Linked DNA regions of Mus musculus: regions 1, 3 and 4 are each linked to region 2. Evidence: chromatin contacts called from public ChIA-PET, HiChIP or PLAC-seq and promoter capture Hi-C data. All regions are on one chromosome and are shown on one strand. The core of a region is the stretch at or near the end of the contact, and the rest is flanking DNA. Distances in the headings are between cores, read along the strand shown. Region 1 overlaps Tor3a (torsin family 3, member A). Region 2 holds the start of Cep350 (centrosomal protein 350). Region 3 overlaps Abl2 (v-abl Abelson murine leukemia viral oncogene 2 (arg, Abelson-related gene)). Region 4 overlaps Abl2 (v-abl Abelson murine leukemia viral oncogene 2 (arg, Abelson-related gene)).

Region 1 (5,090 bases), core at 2,573-5,072, 680 kb after region 2:
GTCATGGAGCTTTTTCACCACTGTAGTGCTCGTTATTATACTAATTTGGAGTTTAGTGTTTTTCTAGTCCTTTGGGCACAGTGCCTGTCTGAGATGTGTGTGTGTGTTGCAGTTTCTCAGAGCTGTTTTCCTCATGGGCTTTGCCTCACAAAATTAAGATTTTTCCATTTCACTCTAACCACTGACCTGCTGGTTGTTCTGGAACTGTAAGTTTCTGCTTATAATCCCTGCTCTGCTTTCCTACCTATAATACTCGTGACCACAGGGTATTCTCGGATTTCAGTTCTGTTAGATCAGGTAAGACCTGCTCAGCGCTCCAGCATCCCCTGTCGAGAGGGAGAACGGTGTGTCTGGCTCTTGGATGGGAGGGATTCACTAGTATTCCTGTTACAGTTCACTTGGTTCTCACTTTGTGCCCATCCCGCTCTGTCCTCCTGAATATTCAAGGACAGCATGGAAGCACCTGGCTTGAACAAGAATCTAAGTCTCATTGGGCATTTTATGCTTATTAATTACCATGTGGTCTTGCTTTATAAGAAACCTTAATTGTTAAATTTCTGTCCCTGGGGTTTGTGGCAGCAGAACTCCTAAGCTTTTGAACTTTGTGACTGCCTTTGCTAATTGAGATCCCACTTCCAAACCACACTCCTTTATTTCAGTTATTTGAATATGGCTGGGCTAGGTGGTCCCTAGCCTTAAGGCAGGTGAGTGAGTACACATGTACTGGTAAGTGGGGGTTGCAGAAATGGTCCATTTTTACAAGAACTAAAGGTGAGAGTGCTGAGCAGGACTTTGAATAAGAGGGGGAAATTCTGAGAAAACACAAAGACCTGTATGTTTAAAAAGTGTGAAGGGACCAGAAAAGAATGGCCCATGGTATTCTAAAGACAGGTGGTACTGACCTGCCTCGCCACATCAGCCTCAGGAACCACTTGTCCGAGCTGGAGCGGAGAACACGTGTGTTCGAGGGCTGAGTCAGAGGAGTTTAGTAAGAAGCTCTAAAGTAGCCTGAGACCAGCACGTGCTGTGCCAGCCTGCCAGGGCAGTGCAAGGACCAGGTCTCAGTAAGAAAGGATGTTAGAAAAATACAAGATTTAATTACACATGACGAGGCCTCTTTAAAAAGTTTTCAGTCTGCACAACAGAACATGCCTTAGCTATCCATACACATGAGTTTTGGTCAAGCCTGGCAGGCTGCTCAAACGAGGCAGCTCAGGTTTCTTTAGCTCTCTCTCCCATATTAGCCTACTACAGTGCTGGGCCACACCCATCCTGTTTTGAAAGCTTCAGTTTGTCCTTTAGCCTAAGGCCCTTTGCTGGTCTCACATGCAGAAGCTGCCCCTCTCCCCCACGTTGCCGGAAAGCAAGGAAAGCCAGCCAGACCTGCAGACCTGGACCACACGCCTCTAGTCCACACATATTCCTTGTTCTGTAGCCCAAAGATCCTAGAGCCTCAGGCTCATATGAACTCCAGCTGCCTTCCAGGAAGAGCTACGGTGCCAGGAGACTGTAGGGAGTGTTCTGAGGATCCTTTGGTACTTGGACCTTCCGTTCCACTGGCTTCCTGACCCTCAGTCTAGATTGTCTAGAATGTAGGTTTTTAAGGCACCAAGTGGTTTTTAGAAACTGCCTCTGTTAGGAACTGCCTCTTGCACACCAGCTGAAAGCAGTGATTGCTGGACGCCAGGGCACCTGGCAGATGGCTGTCTCTTGTGGAGGAGGATTGTTTAGGGTGCACAGGAGTCACTTTCAAGGCAGGAAGAGGTTGATTCTCTGGGAAATGGATTTGCAGCCCTGAGAGGAGAAAAGCCGCTCTTCCTCAGGGACATATGTCATCATCTTGGCGATTTCATCCAGGGTCTCTTCTGTGTATGGGAGATCCTGGCCCAGGAAGGCATCTCGGACGCACAGCCTCACATGGCAGTACTCCAGTGGCAGGAAGGGGATAAAGTGGTCAATAAGGTGTTTCTTCAGGAGACCGCTGGAGCCAAAGCTGCTGTCTGTAACCAAGACCCAGAGTTACATAGTGTCTGACCTAGCCTGGGACTGAACCCTGCTGGAGATCCCCAAATTGAAACCTGCACAAGAGCTGGTCTCCCACAAAGCTCTTGGAGTACTGTGTGCATTGTTGCCAAGGACAGTGCGGTGGTGGCTATTCTAGGCATGGAGAAGCACAGTGATTGTGGCTGTAGTAGCAGATAATGGCATGACCACCAGGACTGTGGCTGGCTTTGGTGTAGCAAAAAGGTGGAGCTGCCCCACCTTCACCTGCACTGTTGTCTCAGGGAGATCTGCTAGCCTATGGTCAGAGACCACAGCTGTTTCTAGGGCGGGGCTGGACCTGTGACCCTCTTCAGAATGCATTTCCAGGGAAGGAGTATAGGCATACTCTCGTGCCACCAGAAGTTGATGGGTGAGGCTGTCCTATGTCCTCTACTGTCCAGACACCCTCACTGCCTCACATTTGATACCAATCATCTCTGGCTGTGCTCTTGGCAAGGCTGTATGTATCTGAGTTGACCACTTACCTGCAGCCTCCATGATCTCAGCCTGAAGGGGCACCTCCAAGTGCTGCGTCGTAATTTCCTCCCTGGACCATCCAGCCTTAAGCAAACTCAGGACTACCTCATTGATGACACTGCCTCCGAGGTTGCTGAAAGAAACAAGCGCTTGTTAACAGCCGATTCCCACACTCACAACCCCCCAGGACAGTTCATCCCTAATGGAGGACACACTGAGCAGTGACAGACTCAAGGATGCCTCAGGACCACAGGCTTCAAGGCTCAGAAGGTAAGGATGAAAGCTAGACTACGGCTGAGGGAGGTGGCATGTATCCACTGAAGGCCAGAATGTAGGGTTGTGGCCCCACCCACTCTGTCCTAAGAATCTTGGTTAGGCTACAATGGGTTGTAGGAGATGGAGTAGAGGTAGAGAGAATTAGTTTGGAAAACAGTATTGGCAGGACCCTGCAGTTGGTGGACACAGGAGGTGCCTCTCTGGGCTGCACTCCCTTTCACAGAAGTGTGGAGCAAAAGCTTATTTTGCACTGCCTGTGTCCTCTCAGGCTAGGCACAGGAAGATGGCTGCACACTGCTAAGACAGGAGTGACACCACGAGGAGGCCGGGAGTAAGTGCTGGGGACCTGCAACCAGGACAGTTCATCCCTGTCTCAAGTTGGCACCCAGCTGAGCCTTGTCTGACTGCACAGCTGTGCCTTCACTTTCCCTGCTTAAGGCTCACAGAATGAGGAATGTCGTAAGTGAAGGATAGGGGGAGGCAGGCAGCAAACTAAACGGGGTCCAGCATCTCCTGTCCTCTGTCCTCACAAGGATCAGTGTCCTTGTTACCTCAGAGGAGTCACTCAGACCTTTGGAGCAGCCTGGCTTCAAACTCAGAGATCTCTTGCCTCTGCCTCCCCAGTGCTGGGATTTAAATGTATGTGCCACCACTAAACACCGGGCCGTTCCTATCTTTTTGATAATGTTGCATTTCAGTCTGTCCTGCAGATGACGTAGACTCACTACGTGCCCCTCCCAATCCCTAACCTGCCTCCCTAGCTAGGTGGGGCAGCATCCTTCCCCAGCAAACAAGTGAAGACCAGTGTGTCCCTCATAGCCACTGATTAACTGATTTCCAGCCTCCTGCTGGAAGAATCCAGTAAGAACAAGGGCATCCCCACTCCTTGCCCAAGCCCAGCTGCTCTGCCACACTTCCAGCCCTGCAGAAACTGCTTGCATCACCCGTCTGATCTCTGCACCTGCTGGACAGCCTGTCAGGTGGCCTTTGGATACATAACTGCATCAGCAGAGATTGCCCCATCTGTGTCTGCCACAGTAGCCCTGATTCCACAACCTGGACTCAGCGGCAAGCCTCTGGAGGACAGCAGGCCAGGGAGGTGGATCGATCAAGCCCCAAGGTCACAGACCCTAGTACAGTACCCTCTCAGTCCCAGGTCTACCTGACTGCCCCATGGGACACGGGCCCCACTCTGCATGGTTTCTGCGTATTTATCAACTCTATGCAGCTTTCTTCTGAACTGCTTGCACTGTCACCTACAGCCATGTCATCTTCCCACCACGTTACAGGTTGTACCTCTCACACAACAAAGCCTGGGAGCCTTCACTACCTGTCCAGTGTCTTCAGCTCAGCAGGGCTGCACTCCAGCACCTGCAGGCCAAGGTAGCTAGATGCTGAACTCCTCACCCTCCAAGCCCCTGCTGACTGAATACTGAAAGGACCACTGTCACAAGCTCCCATCACTAACGGTGAACTCTTCCCTAAACAACAGAGCTAGACTCAGTTTCTTCGCTGGTAAAATGAGAAACTGGGCCCAGACAAGCTAGGGGTGCTTCATCAGTGTGGAGGCAGTTAGTCAACAAACACCCACTGCACCCCACATGCGTCATTCATGAATAACTCACGTCCATATAGTTAGTTCTTCAAAGTCCTTTTGTTCATACCCTGACCACAGCTCAGAGAAAACAGACATTAGCAACCCTCTTCTGGGTGCGTGACGAGAGCACAGCAGCTCCAGGCCTGCCTTGTGACTCTGGGGTCTTCTACTGACGGACACAGGCAGAAATCAGTATTACTCTGAAACCAAGCCCTAAACAGTACTATCCCTGTCCTTGCTACTGAAAACTATCAGTACAGTTCAAGGGAACTGCATAGTGAACTCTAGACAGACCTAAAATATCCTCTAGAACCTAATGGGAGCAAAAGTTTCCCATAAGCATTACCTGAAGAGTGAGACCCTAGAGGAGACGGCAGGCATGCCATCAATAGATGCAGGAGGGACCAGGACCAGGATCATGTTCCACCTGGACTGTCGTCATCTCAGCTGGGTCCGCTGACTCATCACAGCTAGTCAGCCCTCCACTCTGCCCTGCTCCAGACCTGGCTGCCTCCCATCCTACTGTCAGCTTTACAGATAAAGCTTACTCTTGCAAAATCTTGGCACTCGAAAATGGCTTTTGTCAATGTTGGGCAAGCAAGCCCTCCTGGCTTCACCTACTTTGTCTGAGGTGCCACAGAGAACTGGCAGAAAAGCCATCAGTACCTCATTTCAACAGCAGGTCTCAGGTATATTT
Region 2 (5,029 bases), core at 1,145-3,644:
ATGGGGGAAAGTCAATAAGGAAAACTATTTTGCACTTTGACCCACACAGCACAAATAACAATCACAACTACAAAGAGAAGTGATCCATTATAATAATTCATGACTTATTAATAATTAATAAAATTTTATGAAAATGCTAATGCCTTTAAAAACCAGAAATCACAAGGAACAAGTGTCATGTGCAAAGGAAGAATGTATTTTTAAAAATATCTTGAAATAATAACAAATAGCAAAAGTATCTAAGGCTAATATTTAATTTAAAATGTAGCTAATTCTAGAACATCTGCAGAATAAAAACAGCACACATAAATTAATGGCTTTGTATGTTCATTTCCACAACTACAAAATAAAGATCTGAGTCCCCTTTGCTCACAAGAGTACACAAAGACTAATTCATGGAAGTACACTCGTCCCCCCACCCTCGCCCCCAAAAAGTCAGTTATTTCGTAAAACTTCTCTTTTGCCCTCATTATAAATTATAGCAGTTTAACAAACTAAAGTGGTTACATAAGGACTTCACTTCCTTTCTTGTTGCCTCTATATAGTGTGTTAAAAATGGATTTTAAAAAATGACAATCAGAAGAAAAAAATTTTAAAACTTTAATTCATAAATGTATTAACACCATAAAAGGTTGATTCTATAGTATTGATGGTCTTAAAATAATACTATACACCAATACATGTCAGAAAAAAGTCTTTCATATTTATACAAAATTGTTTACAAACATTACTATCACTATAAGCACAAAGTTCTGCTATGAAAAGACAAGATACATATTTGTCTACATATACAATGTATTCTGGCATGACCTTCATATTCTGATTAAGGTGTACTAAGTTGAATGCAGTAACAGTTCAGATTTGTTGCATTTAATAGTTTGTCAATTTAGCATACAAAACCTCTTACACTTTCATGGGCTTGCAATAACTTCTAGTACAGGTCTAGGAGTCTCCCAAAGTCACAATCCCAAGTTATTAGCAGCACGCTGCCTTTTTAAAAAGCAGTATTTTAAATTAAGAAAGTTTTTAAATGGAGAGCAGTTTGTAGTATTTCATTATTGCCTCTTCAAAAATTCCCAGGTGCTAATAGTAGGTTGGTCTAGGATGGACTGTCCATTTAAATCTTTAAAATACAAGCGAAGGGAGCAGGTTAACATGGCAACACTAACGACTTCTCCAATTTCAAAACAAGAAACACCAGCAAAACAATTAAGTAGAGTACATGGATACCGACCACTATTCCTAAGGGCCTATTTTTTCCCCCCAAATGAAACATTTGTTACAACATCAAAAAATCCATTTAAAAAAAAATCTATACCTATTTGCAAGTTCCGAACTTGAAAACTAAAACCCTGGCAAATTTCTGCCTGTATCTGTGACATTAACTAAATATGATTTAGCATATTAGTCTGAATTTAAAAGAGGGGGGAGGGGAGGGAAAGTGACAACTTCCAACGTGTAAGGCTTGTTAAATGTCACCCCCTCTCCACCCAATCATGTGTGAATAAGCCGGTGGACTCCATTCAACAACTGCTGCTGGACTGGAGGTGATCAAAGTTTTCCCCATACTGCACTTTGAGAATATTACACCCAGGAAAAGGAACAGAAACTGTTCCTGACACTGGAGCTAGTGCCCCGGAATTTCCCAAAATATGCTCGATCTCCAAACGAAGAAGGGACACTTCGGAGACCAAAGGTGAGAGGTGGCTTAACTCTATGCAGACAAGAGGAGGGGCGAGGGTGCTGAGGGCGACACTGGCAGGTAAGCAAAGAAATCTTGTCTTCCGTGGGCACCAGTAGGTCCGGGAGCCCAGGTCTCAGGATGACCCTCCAGGAAAAGTCTCGGGACCCAAGGAGGGTCCCCGGGGGGGACGTCAGGCAGTGCCAGGGGGGCCCCGCCCCGCCTCTCTGGCCACCTCGGGGACCTGGGACCGCGGACAGAGACATCCGAGGCGGAGCAGGCTCCGCCAGGTCTCCCCGCAGCTCACCTGAGAGTGTCGCCTCCGCCCTCGGCTCCCACGGTGCATCCCGCGGGGCCTGGCGGAGGGTGCAGTGACGCCGCCCCGACCGGCCCCAGGGCTGCCCGGCCTGGCCTCCCCGCTCCGGGGACGCACCGGGTGCCCGCCTCGCCCCGGCTCCCGGGATCCGCCGGGCGGCAGGCAAGGAAGGAGAGGCGCAGAGGCGGCCTTCCTCTGCCCCGCCGCGAGCCCCCTCCCGAGCTGCGGCTCTCCGCAGTCCTCTCAGGCGCAGGTCCGGCCCCGCTCCCCCGCCCCGGGAGTCACTTCGGCAGCGGCGGCCCAGTCGCCATTACAGCTCAACAACTGACACGGAGGAGGAGCGGCGCCGGCGGCAGTGGCGGTGGCGGCGGCGCGAGGCAGGGCGGGAGCAGTCAGGGAGGGAGAGGGCGGGGGGGGGGGGAGAGAGACTCGCCAAACCTCGCGAGAACTGTCCGGAGACGGTTCCGCAGGAATGCAACCCTGGGTGAAGGCCAGCCATGTTGAGTGTGGCCGACGGAGGAGCGCGATCGGACCCGAGGCTAGAGGATGCGGGGAAGCCATCTTTGGTGTGGCGCTTTGGGAGCTCGGCGGGACTCGGGAGGAGCCAGAGTCTATCCGCAGAGGAGACCACCCCCTTCCCTTTGACGCTAATTGGGCCTTCTGGCTGAGCGGGTCACCCCCGAGCCAAAACACGCTGAGGACTTGACAAGGGTGACCCAGGGATCCGGGACCCGGCAGACGATTCAGAAGGAATCGTCACTCTAGGCGGATCGGAGTAACCGCAGCTTTGCGGCTGCTCGCTGCTGTCACTGCGGCCCTCTCATTGGCCAGGGGTTTACAGTTCTGTTCAGCACGCACACTGATGGCTTAAGCTCTTTCCAAAACAAGCAAAAACTACGTTTCCTTTCCCTTCGGTGTTGTGGTTTGAGAAGCCCTCTGGGGTCAACATATTTTCTCTTAGCTTTGTCTTTGTCACCAGCCTCCGCTTGGTGAATTTTATCGTCTGTCAAGACTGTAAAGGACAGCTTTTCTGCGAATAATGCCTGACACCTTCCGCTAGGTGCTCACTGCAGCTAAGCTCTCCACCTTCTGGGCTCCGATAGTTACTTTGCCTCGAAATTATTTCTCATCTAAAGTACCATGGGTGTCTTAAAGTCTCCTTTTTCTATGTATACCCAGTAGGGCCTGGCACAGTAACTACAACACTGTAGATGTTCAATAAATGTTCGCTACCTTGACCATATCAATAAAAGCAGACGACAATAACTGATCCTCCCCATAAGACAGCCGCGCCTCAGCAGGAACTACGTGAATGTACAAAAGTCCTGCACATATGTCAATGTATACACCCTCCCTGAGAACAGCACTTCAGCAAAGAATGAGAGTTGTGGAGATCCCGAGTACGCAAGCAGTAGCAAGAAAAAGATTTGAAAGGTGGAACTGCGGCAGGGAAATGGATTAGCAGGTAAAGGGAATTGCCACCACGCCTGGCGATCTTAGTTTGATCCCCGGACCCAGAATGGTGGACCAAGAGAGCAGATTCCTCTAAGGTGTCCTCTGATCTGCATTGCGTGCAGGTGCATGAGAAGACATGTATGATTACATACATACATACATACATACATGTAATAAAAAGAAAAGTGAAATTTACCTTTTCTCCAGCCTAGTTATTTTAAAGAACGTATCCAATCCCCTTATTGAGTTATGATTACTTTTTAATAGTGGGTTCTGAAACACTATCTGCCCAATATTATAGCACCAATCAATGGGAAATAATCTCCTTTACTCTAAAGCTAACATAGTTTCCCACCTCCTACGTTACCTCGTGATCAACAGAAAGGCAATGAGGTTTTTGTTATGGTGTCAGCATTGCTCTCTGCTATCAGCCTGAACTCCTGTTTTCATCAAATTTCCAGCATTGGTTCTCAACTGCGCTCTCTCTCTCTCTCTCTCTCTCTCTCACTCTCTCTCTCTCTCTCTCTCTCTCTCTCTCTCTCTCTCTCTCTCTCAGAAGATCCTGCAGGTTGGCATGGAACTCACAGTCTTCCTGAGTGCTAGGATCACAGACCTGCACCACCATGCCTAGATACTAGATAATCTCTCTTCTTTTTGACACTCTGTGATTTCTTTTTACTCCCTCAAGAATATTGGCTTTCAAGTGTATCATAGTCTGTTCGTTTCCCTCACAGTTTTATGAAAGTAGCCACATTCCTCCAGTGCAAATGATTAAATCAGTACGTTCAGAGGGTGCCTCAAGTTTTATCCCTACCCTGCCTCCAGCTGCCAAGATAAGATTAGTGGAAACTTCTCACTTCCTGCTGGCAAAGCTTTTCTCTCTCCATCTCCCTGAAGATGGTACAATAAAGTAGAAAATGCTCTCAACACTTGTGTGTCCTCTGAGCCCTCCAGACCCTCCACTTAATGCCTATGAATCCAAGCTAATGTATCTATTCAATAGGATTGTCTTGAAAAGCCAGGCATAGTGACACATGCCAGTAAGCCCAACCTGGAAGGCTGAGACGGGAGAATTGCCATGAGTTTGGGTGTTTATACATTGCAGTTGTTCTATCTGCAAACTCCACAATGCTGTTCATTGGACAGATGACAAAGTATCCTCTTAGAGTTTTGTGGGTTGATCATGTTTCATTGCGACATCTGTCATCTTCATGGTACACCAAGATCATAAGATCATGAACTCTGTAATCACAAAGGTCTGGATTTGGAGCCTGGTGGAGCTATGTATTCGTCGTATAATTTTGGTCTACATATTTGTCCTAGTCAGGGTTTCTATTGCTGTGAAGGAACACCATTACCAAAGCAACTTGGGGAGGAAAGGGTTTATTTGACTTACACTTCCACGTCACTATTCATCCACTGAAGGAAGTCAGGACAGGAACTGAAACAGGGCAGGAACCTGAAGGCAGGAGCTGATGCAGAGGCATGGAAGGGTACTGCTTACTGGCTTGCTCACAATGGCTCGCTCAGCTTGCTTTCTTATAGAACAGTGGTTCTCAGTCTATGGATTGTGACTC
Region 3 (4,678 bases), core at 1,768-4,267, 640 kb after region 2:
CACGCCCTCAAGCTTGAAGCCTTTGTTTTCTCCTTCCGCGCTCTCTCTCTAAGCAGTCTTGAGCCCTGGGGCCTCCATCTGTGAGCCACATCTTCAATCCATCTGCTCTTTATTTGTCTCCACTGCTGTGCTTGCACTCCAAGCTCACAGGATCCTGCTCCTGAGTCCATCAGCTTCTCACTGTCCTCTCTGTGTGAGAAACTCCTCTTCCCAAGCTGAGGAGCTCTGGGCAGTCCACCGGATTTCCTTTTGTAATTGGAATGAAGCTGTAAATCCTTCAGTGCTTGCTCTGGCAGCCTCAGGCGTCCTCGGCAGTGACCACACACCAGGTTCTTCCCTTTCTGCTTCAGCGCTTTTGCCTCTCAGGATCTTCCCTGCCCCCATTCAAGGATACCCGCTAAGATTGTTTAACTGCTGGCCCAGGTTGTCCCTTTCTTTTAAATAGAACACTTCCTTGCTTCACAGTGTTGCTTAAAAACATTTGTAAACAATGACAATGCTATTTCAGTTGTCTCTTGAAAAATGTCATTTTTAATAAAAGTTATTCATACTGATAATGGATTTGACATTTTAGAATTAATAATCATTGTTAAAATTTCTTGGTTTTAATATACAGTAAATGATATTGGAGACCAAGTTATTTTTTTCAATAGTTTTTATTTTTAAAAGATTTATTATTTTATTTATGTGAATACACTGTCACTGTCTTCAGACTCACCAGAAGAGGGCATCAGATCTCATTACAGATGGTTGTGAGCCACCATGTGGTTGCTAGGTATTGAATTCAGGACCTCTGGAAGAGTCCATCTCTGCAGCCCTTGTGCTTTTATTTTAATGTGGGTATTTAGGTCATGGTTTCCTGTAATTTTTACTGTGTTTCTTTTATTGACCTAAATAAATGGTACATAGTAGGTACTTAATAATCAGTACAGTGGGCATTCCCGGCTGTATGGTTATAAGTATTATTACTTATAATACCTTATTATAAGTAATTATGAGTGCTATTACTATGATACTGTGGTTCAGGTTTTTTTGAGGCAGGCTCTGTAGCACAGGCTAGCTTTGAATTTGCAATCCTTCTGCCTCCACTTAGCCAAGCTAGAGTGTTACAAATGTGTGCCCCATATATTCTCTGAATTATTTTCGTCGGCTGTGTAAATTATTTATTACTTACTTTACTAGTTTGTCTCATAAATCATTCTTATTTTAAGGTCTTAAATTTTGTGTACCTTCCCACTTTGTTCACAGTTAGGCTTTTGCCTTTCCAAGTTTCAGCACTCACAGTTGAACACTGTGCCAGGCCATTACCTGTACTGAGCCGCACAGGCCATTTGTTAGGGGAGGCAGTTAGTTGCTCTCCGCTTCTGCCTGTGTTTATGAGTCACGCTGTAGCTATTTCTTTGACTTTAGATTTGTGGTTTCTTGAACTAACTGGAGTGATGTAAAAGATGAGTCTTGTTAGGCGTTTCCTGACTGTTCAAAGTGTTTGGTGGTGTACTGTAAACAGGTTTCTCCAGGGAAACACTGAGCAGTCATGCCCCCTTCTGTCCTCGGGATTGGAAGTTTCTATGCTTACCGACCCTAGCTGATTGTATTGTGAACAGTTACTTCTGTGAGACTGAAATAGCCTCTGCATCACCCCCACCGGATCCCTGAGGTTTTGGAGTGGCTCCACCCTTACTCAGGACTCCGCCCCTGTGGGTTGAACTTGCACTTTGTTCCTTCTGGCCCCTGACTGTGTGAGTAATGTCCCACGTGTATGGCTTGCTGGCCAGAGTGGAATTTTAAGGCTCTTCTATTCAGAACAGTTTAACTTTTCATGCTGCTCGGCCAAAGGCATGGTCCTGGGACCTGTTCAGCTGCCATCAACCAGTTACTGTAGAGACCAGGACACCTTGCTTCCCTGCCTGGGCAGGGATGTCTCGGAGTTCGCTGTGGCCCACGTGACAGGTGTGTTGAGATGAGGCTGGGGTGGGGGTAGACAACACAGTAATGAAATGTGGGTTATCTGCTCCTGTAGTCTCCACTGGGCTCAGTGAGGATTACATGGCTTGTTTGTGTGCTTGTTTATCTTTTCAGTTTTATGGGGAGGGGGGCAGGGTCTCAAAATGTAACCTCCGTTGGTCTGGAACTCAGAGATCTGTCTGCGTCTGCCAGCCAGCACCAGGAGTTAAGGTGTGTGCCACAGCACTGTCTTGTTTTATTTGAGATTGAATCTCACTGTCTGACTGGCTAGCCTAGAATTTGCTGTATAGACCAGGCTGGCTTCAAACTCAGAGAGAGTAGCTAGCCTGTTTTTGCCTCATGAGAACTGAGAGTAAATGTGTGTACCAGCACACCCAACATACTAGACCTTTAATAAATGTGTAATGAATGGAAGAACATGGATAATATGTAAAATGATGTTAAATGGCACATCTTGATTGAAAAACTTAAGCTAAATTGAAAATTACCAAATATATTCCCAACTAAAATAGTTTTTAGAAGAGTTATTAAAAATTCCTAGCCTCTTAGAGCATATACAAAGTAGAATAATGTTAAGTAATATAAAATAATGAAAACACTTTGAGGCAATGATTACTGCCTGACAATCTATAATGAGAATGATTAAAAAAAAAGTAACAATTTAAATATTGAAAATGTGCTTTATAAGCTAAGCATTAAATATCCAAATTTGAATTTGTGTTTCAGTTTTATTATTATAGGTTTTAAGTATGTTGCTGTTTTGTGTGTGTGAGTGTGTGTGTGTGTATTTGTCCTACAAATGATTCAGTAGAAAAGATAACAAATTACTTCTTTATGGTTCTCAAAATATTTCTGTTCCTTAAGTCTTTTACACAGTTCAGTAGAGTTTGGGGTCCTCTGCTGCCTTCTTTCCACATCCTCACGATCTACTGCTATTGCAGTGGGTCAATTAAAAGATTTAGTTAACTTGCATTGTTAAGAAGTTCTAGCCCACACTGACACTGAATTGGGCGCGGTACGTCTGACTCATAGGGCTTGCCTGTCTTAACTAGTGGCGAACATACCATGGACCCTGCTCACTGAGGCTCCAGGGCTTCCTTTGCTTTTGCCGTGCTCTTAGTCTGCCTCTTCTTGTTTCTTTTACTCATCCCTCCGCAGCCTTCCAGCTAAGATCATTCATTAGCTCCGTGCTTAGTCTTGGCCTCAGCGGGAATTTGGGCATTTTTACTTGATGATATTTTCCTTTTGTTTGGTGCTAGAGGGTAGGACCGGCAATGTTTTCTGTGGATATCCTGTGCAGACAGATTGGACAGGAACTTGTTGTACAAGAACAAAGGAGTGGGAAGAAGGAGGAAGGAAGGAGGGAAAGAAGGAAGCTCTGTAAGAGTCAGAGACAGGAGGGGCGGCCAGGCCAGGGAACGGAAAGACAGTCTCCTGGGCTTGGGTTCTGGGCCTTGTCTCTTAGGTACTGCATTTATCTTGTGTTTTTCACTTCATCTCAGGGGTATGTACCAGTGGTTGGCTTTTATTACATTTATTAAATTTTGAAGAAGAGTTTTTTGTGTATGTGTTGATTATATAGTAAATATATTACCTAACTCTCCTGGGACAAGAATACCCAACTCTTCCCATAGCTTTAAATTTTACACAGGATTGTCCTGTGGACTCCGTTCTTTGTACGTTTTGACACCTTGACTTTGGTAGCCCTCTTTTGGACCTGAAGTCCCTCCCTAGAGCAGATGGACCATGTCTAGATATCTCCCTGTATATTGACAGTTGTCAGTGCGGAACTTTGGTTCATCACATTTAAAGAGACATGCAGTGTAAACCGAGCTATGTGTGGCCCCAGGGGGCTTGCTGCTCATCTCTAATAGTGCCTGCTGTGAGTTTGCAAGCCACACATTATCCTTCAGCAAACCTTTTGTTGTGTGCTGGGTAGTTTGTTTGGAGATGGGGTCTTGCTATGTTGTGCTTATGTGATGTGGGACTTAACATCCTCCTCCCTTAGCCTCTGGAGTGCCCGTGTTACAGCCATGTGCCACATGCCGGGGACTTTGGTTGGTTGGTTGGTTTTGGTTTTTGTTATCTTTTTAAAAAAGCCTCTTGTAAATAAGCTCTTGGGGGGGGGGGGCAGCAGCTGTTGTTGTTCTGTGTGTCTGTACTTATTTGTCAATGAACAAATAAGAAACTTCCTGGCCTCAAAACATTGCACCCAAGAGACTTAGGTACTATACATGCATGTAGGAGTATATGCACTTTTGAATAGGATCATCAGAAAATGTCCTCAAAGGTTTACATTTGAGTGAAAAAAAATTTGGGGGGGCGGTTTGAGACAGTGAGTGAAATATCTTTGAGACAACTATTTTAGCCAGAAGAAAAGGCAAGTGGAAAAAAAAAAGTCAGGGTGTGTGCCTGCCCTGTTTAAGCAGTAGTGGGGAGGGTAGTGGTGGGCAGGAAAGCAAGGGTAAGGGAGAAGGTTGACCAGGGCTGGAGAGAGGCCTCATTGGTTGTGAATACTCCCTACTCTAGCCAAGGACTGAAGCTCAGATCCTAGTACCAGGTGGCCTCACTGTGTCTCTAGCTCCAGTGCATCTGCTGCCCTCCTTCCTCCATGGGCACCCATACGTGAGTGCAGAAATGCAGATACAGTCACCTGTAACCCCAGCTCCAGCGGACCTGACGCCCTCTCCCTTCACGGGCACCCATACATAAA
Region 4 (4,820 bases), core at 1,363-3,862, 600 kb after region 2:
CATACAGTTCTGCTTTTCCTGTTGTTTTCTATTTGTTTGGTTTGGTTTTTTTTTTTTTTTTTTGGTTGAAGCACTTCAGATCCCATGATCAGCCTCCAAACGCTGACACCATTGCATACACTAGCAAGATTTTGCTGAAAGGACCCAGATATAGCTGTCTCTTGTGAGGCTATGCCGGGGCCTAGCAAACACAGAAGTGGATGCTCACAGTCAGCTATTGGATGGATCACAGGGCCCCCAATGGAGGAGCTAGAGCAAGAACCCAAGGAGCTAAAGGGATCTGCAACCCTATAGGTGGAACAACATTATGAACTAACCAGTACCCCCCCGGAGCTCGTGTCTCTAGCTGCATATGTATCAGAAGATGACCTCGTCGGCCATCACTGGAAAGAGAGGCCCCTTGGTCTTGCAAACTTTATATGCCTCAGTACAGGGGAACACCAGGGCCAAGAAGTGGGAGTGGGGGTGGGGGAGGCGAATGGGGGGGTTTGGGGGACTTTTGGGGTAGCATTGGAAATGTAAATGAAGAAAATATCTAATTAAAAATAATAATAAATAAAAAAAGGATTTATTTATTTATTTTTATATATTAGTACACTGTCACTCTCTTAGACACACCAGAAGAGGGTATTGGATCCCATTACAGATAGTTGGGAGCCACCATGTGGTTGCTGGGAATTGAACTCAGGACCTCTGGAAAAGCAGTCAGTGCTTTTTAACTGCTGAGCCAGCTCTCCAAAATGCATTTTTAAAAACAGATTGGGGGGGGGGGAAGCCAGGCAGTGGTGGCGCACACCTTTAATCCTAGCACTTGGGAGGCAGAGGCAGGTGGATTTCTTGAGTTTGAGGCCAGCCTGGTCTACAAAGTGAGTTCCAGGACAGCCAGGGCTACACAGAGAAACCATGTCTGGAAAAAAACAAAAACAAAAACAAACAAAAAAACCCCCCAGTCTGACAAGTGTTAAGGCCGAGATGATTTTGAGGTATTAACATATTGTATCATATTTAGATATATTCTGTGCCTTGGCTTAATTTTCATGTTTCTAAATGTATACCTAAGCGCATGTACAACCCCCCCACCCCCAAACCAACTTTCTGATTGGATGTGTTTGCTCGGCACTTCACTTGGGGGAATCAGTTATTCCTCTCTTACAAAGAGCTGGGTACCAGCACTTGGGAGGTAGAGGCAGGATGATCAAGAGTTTAAGGTTAGTAAATGCAAGGCCATACTTGGTTACAGGAGACCCTGTCTCCCCCCTTCTTCCCTCCCAAAAGGGACAAAGCATATTTTAAAATGATCCTAAAAACACTCCTCTTGTGTAGCTAAGCTAGAAAAGAAATGGAGAGCCAGTAGAGCTAAGCGCAAAGGTGCTGGGAATCGAGGCACTTCTGTAAAGGGCAGGGATCATTGGAGTGGGCAGGCAAAGCCTGGTGCAAGCCTGGAGCTGGCGTGCTATGAGAGTCAAGTCTGAGTACTTGCCTTTCCTATTGTGCACTGCAGGGTTTTGGTGTCTTTGCTCGGTGCATCTGTCTGGTGTACTTTCCCTCCAGCTGGCTTTCTCAGTTTTGGCTTGTCTGTAGGGTTTAATGGTTGCTTGGCTCTTCTTTATTATAACTCTTAAAATATTCTTTTGGCATTTATTCCTACTGCTGAAGGGCTTGGTATTTCTTTTAAGCTGTAAATGATTTATTTATTGAAGGGCTAGTGATTTTAACCACTTGAATTCAGAAGGTCTGGCAGGTCTTGGTATTTCTGCACTCTTCTTCCAGCTGTGTTAATGTGGTAGCACATTATATTCACACACACACATGTGTATCTATATGTGCATATATAGCCACTACCCTTCTCTATTTTATTTGTCAAACTTCTGTATTTATTTACTTGTTGTGTAAGTAAATGTGTGGGTAATGTGTGCCATGGTGGAGGTCAGCCTCAGTCACTTGAGGGTTGGGGTCTCTCCTTCCAAGTGGATTCCAGACATCAAACACAGGTTATCAGGCTTGGTGGCAAGTGTCTTTCTCCCAAGATATCTCACTTGTGTTGTGTCCCCTTCTTCCTCCACTTTAGACTAGTGGGAACATATACACCGTTTTTCGATTTATCTCCTACCTACTACCCTTAATTTATATTGGTTGATTCTTCCACATCAGGAATTTATTATTAGTGTATGCATGATGTGTGTGTCCACTGAATGTGTGGAGTTGGCTGTCTTCTTCCTTTATGTTGTGATGAAACACTAACTAAAAACAACTTGAGGAAGGAAAGGATGTTTGGCCTACAGGTTTCTGTCCATCATCAGGGAAAGCTAGGACAAGAACTTGAGGCAGGAACTGGAACTGGCTTGGTTCTAATTTCATTCTGCTCCCTTCTTATGCAGTGCAGATTCACCTGCCTGGGGATAGTACCACCCACAGTGGACTGGAGCCTGTTTCATCAATTAGTAATCAAGAAAATGCCTCCTAGACATGCCCACAGGCCAATCACTTGGAGGCAGTTTCTCAGTTGAGGTGTGTTAAATTGACAACGTAAGCTAACCTGGCTCAGGGTGCCAGGCTTGTGGCAGCAAACACTTTCCCCACTGAGCTATAACCCTCTTGCCTTTTCTTTTCTGAGATAGGATCTCTCACTGTATCCTAGTCTGACCTCAAACTCATGATGCTATTCTTACCTCAGCTTCTCAGTTGTGTGAACCATGCTTGACTCCTTTTATGTGTTAGGCTCTGAGGTCAGCCTTGGTGTTCTTCAGGAAACAGGTCTCACTGGGACCTGAGGCTTGCCTGTTAGGTTAGGCTAGCTAGCCACTGAGGCCCCCCGACCCCCAATCTGCCTTTACCAGCTGAACCATCTCCTAAGTACCCCCCCCCCCCAAGGATATATGTCATCTCATTGTATGGGTGAATTTTATTATTAGGTTGTATACAGCGCTCCAGTGAAAGATGTGGGCTATCACTTTAGGTACATGAGCTATTACAGCTCTGGATTATCTGAATGGAGTTGGAGTGGCTAACAGAAAGGGTGAGGATTTTAGTACAACCACCATTGAATGCTTATTTTGTGCATACAGCGTCTTTATCCAGCAACATACTTGGTGCTGTTACAAGTGTTTCAGATTTGGGAGCTTTTGGACCTTGCATAGATTGTACAGATTCTGCAGGTTGAGGATCCCTGATTTAAAATTCTGAAACCTGCAATGATCCAAAGTCTGAAACTTGCTTTTTAAAATTTATTTATTTATTTATTTATTTTTCAAGAAGCATTTGGGAGCTGGGCGTGGTGGTGCGTGCCTTTAATCCCAGCACTCGGGAGGCAGAGGCAGGCGGATTTCTGAGTTCCAGGCCAGCCTGGTCTACAGAGTGAGTTCCAGGACAGCCAGGGCTATACAGAAAAACCCTGTCTCGAAAAACAAAAACAAAAACAAAAACAAACAAACAAAAAAGAAGCATTTGGGATATTGAGTCATTTCAAACTTAGGAGCATGTGTTTTGGAGTAAGCATGCACAACCTGTACAACATGCTGTGTGCTTTTGAGTCTATTTCTTGTCTTTCTGTTCTTGTTATGTTGATTTGCCTTTTTAATTATGTACCAGGATCTCACTGTTTTATTGGACTTTTCCAATATGTACCATAATATGATGATCAGGATCTAAATGAGCTGAATTTAAATTGCTCAGCTAAATTGAGACTGGGTTCTCTGGGTAGCCCTGGCTGTCCTAGAACAGGAGCCTCTCGATAGACCAGGCTGACCTTGAACTCGGAGATTTACCTGCCTCTTCCTCTTGAGTGCTGGGGCTAAAGGTGTGTGCCACCATTGCCACCATTGCCTGGCCATTTGTATTTATTTTTAATTACTGAATTTTAAAGGCATAGAATCAACAGAAGAATGAAAACATTTTCTTGGATTTTTCAAAAATAAAATTCAGATATTTTTGGGGGTTTAGGTGTTTTATTCAGTGGTAGAGCTTTCTAGGCCCTGAGTTGGGTCCTCAGTTCTGAATATAAGAGGGCAGAGGGATCTTGCTTTGTCTCCACACTAGGGAAAAACCCCATAGGCATTTGCTACCCTTTCTCTAGCAAAGTACTTTTCATTACATCAGAGAGAATGTAAACAAAAACTGGAACCAGACCCTTAGCCCTGTGTCCTTGGAGGACAGTCATTAAAGCTCTGCTGTCACTCACTGGTATTGACAACCAAAGTGAAACAAAGAGTAAATTTAATTTCGGGATAAATGTTTTATCACTTTGTTAATTGCGAACGTTTTAAACTAGAGTTCTTGAGTGAAGGAGGAAGTGTTCATTGACCTCATACTATAGTCCGGCTGGCCTTGTGCTTGAGCCTGTCTTCTGTGTCAGGCTCACCGCTATTGGGGTTACAGGCTTGAGCTGCCATAATCATCTTAGAGCCCCTCTGAATAGTCCTCACACTGATATTAATGCTTTTCTTTAACTTTTTTTTATTATTACTTCTGTCCTCCCTTAGGTCACATTTTTCTTGAAGGCTGTGTCCTCTGTCCTGCAGAGCGCAGTTTATAAAGGAGCAGAGCACAGTAACAGAAGTGGTTACAGAGGCAAGCAGTGACCATTTCAGCAGTCATTTCAGGGTACAGCTCAGTGACTGATGTCCTGGGAGTCAGAGCCACTTGATTTGATATAATAACCAAAGCCAACGTGTTGTCTATTGTTATCGTTACTATTATTATTATTATTATTATTATTATTATTATTATTATTATTATTATTGAGACAGGGTCTTATGGAACCCAGGCTGGCTTTGACTTTGAACTTGCTATTTAGCCAAAGATGACCTTGAAGTTCTGATGGT

Evidence for each region. Promoter capture Hi-C pulls out the DNA fragments that hold promoters and counts their contacts. ChIA-PET counts read pairs in DNA pulled down with a chosen protein or histone mark. HiChIP or PLAC-seq counts read pairs in DNA pulled down with a chosen protein or histone mark.
Region 1: a promoter capture Hi-C map of liver shows a contact between it and region 2, with 2.2 times the contacts expected there. The contact joins the enhancer-like site here to the promoter of Cep350 in region 2. A contact is called at or near these places in 3 of 39 promoter capture datasets (liver and neutrophils), 1 of 484 Hi-C or Micro-C datasets (CD4 T cells), 2 of 115 datasets of contacts at active chromatin or transcription factors (embryonic stem cells and regulatory T cell precursor) and 1 of 9 other capture datasets (adipose tissue).
Region 3: a contact with region 2 is called in an H3K27ac HiChIP or PLAC-seq map of extraembryonic endoderm stem cells. The contact joins the enhancer-like site here to the promoter of Cep350 in region 2. A contact is called at or near these places in 1 of 39 promoter capture datasets (the HPC-7 cell line), 1 of 484 Hi-C or Micro-C datasets (CD8 T cells) and 5 of 115 datasets of contacts at active chromatin or transcription factors (the SCID.adh cell line, double positive thymocytes, extraembryonic endoderm stem cells and 2 more).
Region 4: a contact with region 2 is called in an RNA polymerase II ChIA-PET map of memory CD8 T cells, with 12 read pairs. The contact joins the enhancer-like site here to the promoter of Cep350 in region 2. A contact is called at or near these places in 2 of 39 promoter capture datasets (cranial neural crest and liver) and 2 of 115 datasets of contacts at active chromatin or transcription factors (bone marrow-derived macrophages and memory CD8 T cells).

Annotation. Positions count from the first base shown.
Region 1 is chr1:156,653,944-156,659,033 of GRCm38.p6, forward strand. Tor3a (torsin family 3, member A) reads right to left here. Exons shown (of 6, transcript NM_023141.2): 5 at 2,529-2,653; 6 at 1-2,000. The coding sequence ends at 1,750. Among named protein-coding and RNA genes, the nearest start is that of Tor3a, 18 kb to the right of the region's middle. Within about 2 kb of position 3,823, at least 30 of the 459 cell types and tissues checked have an H3K27ac peak or open chromatin away from gene starts, as enhancers often do. A contact at or near this core is called in liver, where this site is marked.
Region 2 is chr1:155,970,861-155,975,889 of GRCm38.p6, forward strand. Cep350 (centrosomal protein 350) reads right to left here and starts at 2,395. Exons shown (of 38, transcript NM_001039184.1): 1 at 1,989-2,395.
Region 3 is chr1:156,614,109-156,618,786 of GRCm38.p6, forward strand. The region is part of intron 1 of Abl2 (v-abl Abelson murine leukemia viral oncogene 2 (arg, Abelson-related gene)); the gene reads left to right. Among named protein-coding and RNA genes, the nearest start is that of Abl2, 58 kb to the left of the region's middle. Within about 2 kb of position 3,018, at least 152 of the 459 cell types and tissues checked have an H3K27ac peak or open chromatin away from gene starts, as enhancers often do. A contact at or near this core is called in CD8 T cells, the HPC-7 cell line, the SCID.adh cell line and 3 more, where this site is marked.
Region 4 is chr1:156,571,634-156,576,453 of GRCm38.p6, forward strand. The region is part of intron 1 of Abl2 (v-abl Abelson murine leukemia viral oncogene 2 (arg, Abelson-related gene)); the gene reads left to right. Among named protein-coding and RNA genes, the nearest start is that of Abl2, 15 kb to the left of the region's middle. Within about 2 kb of position 2,613, at least 24 of the 459 cell types and tissues checked have an H3K27ac peak or open chromatin away from gene starts, as enhancers often do. A contact at or near this core is called in memory CD8 T cells, where this site is marked.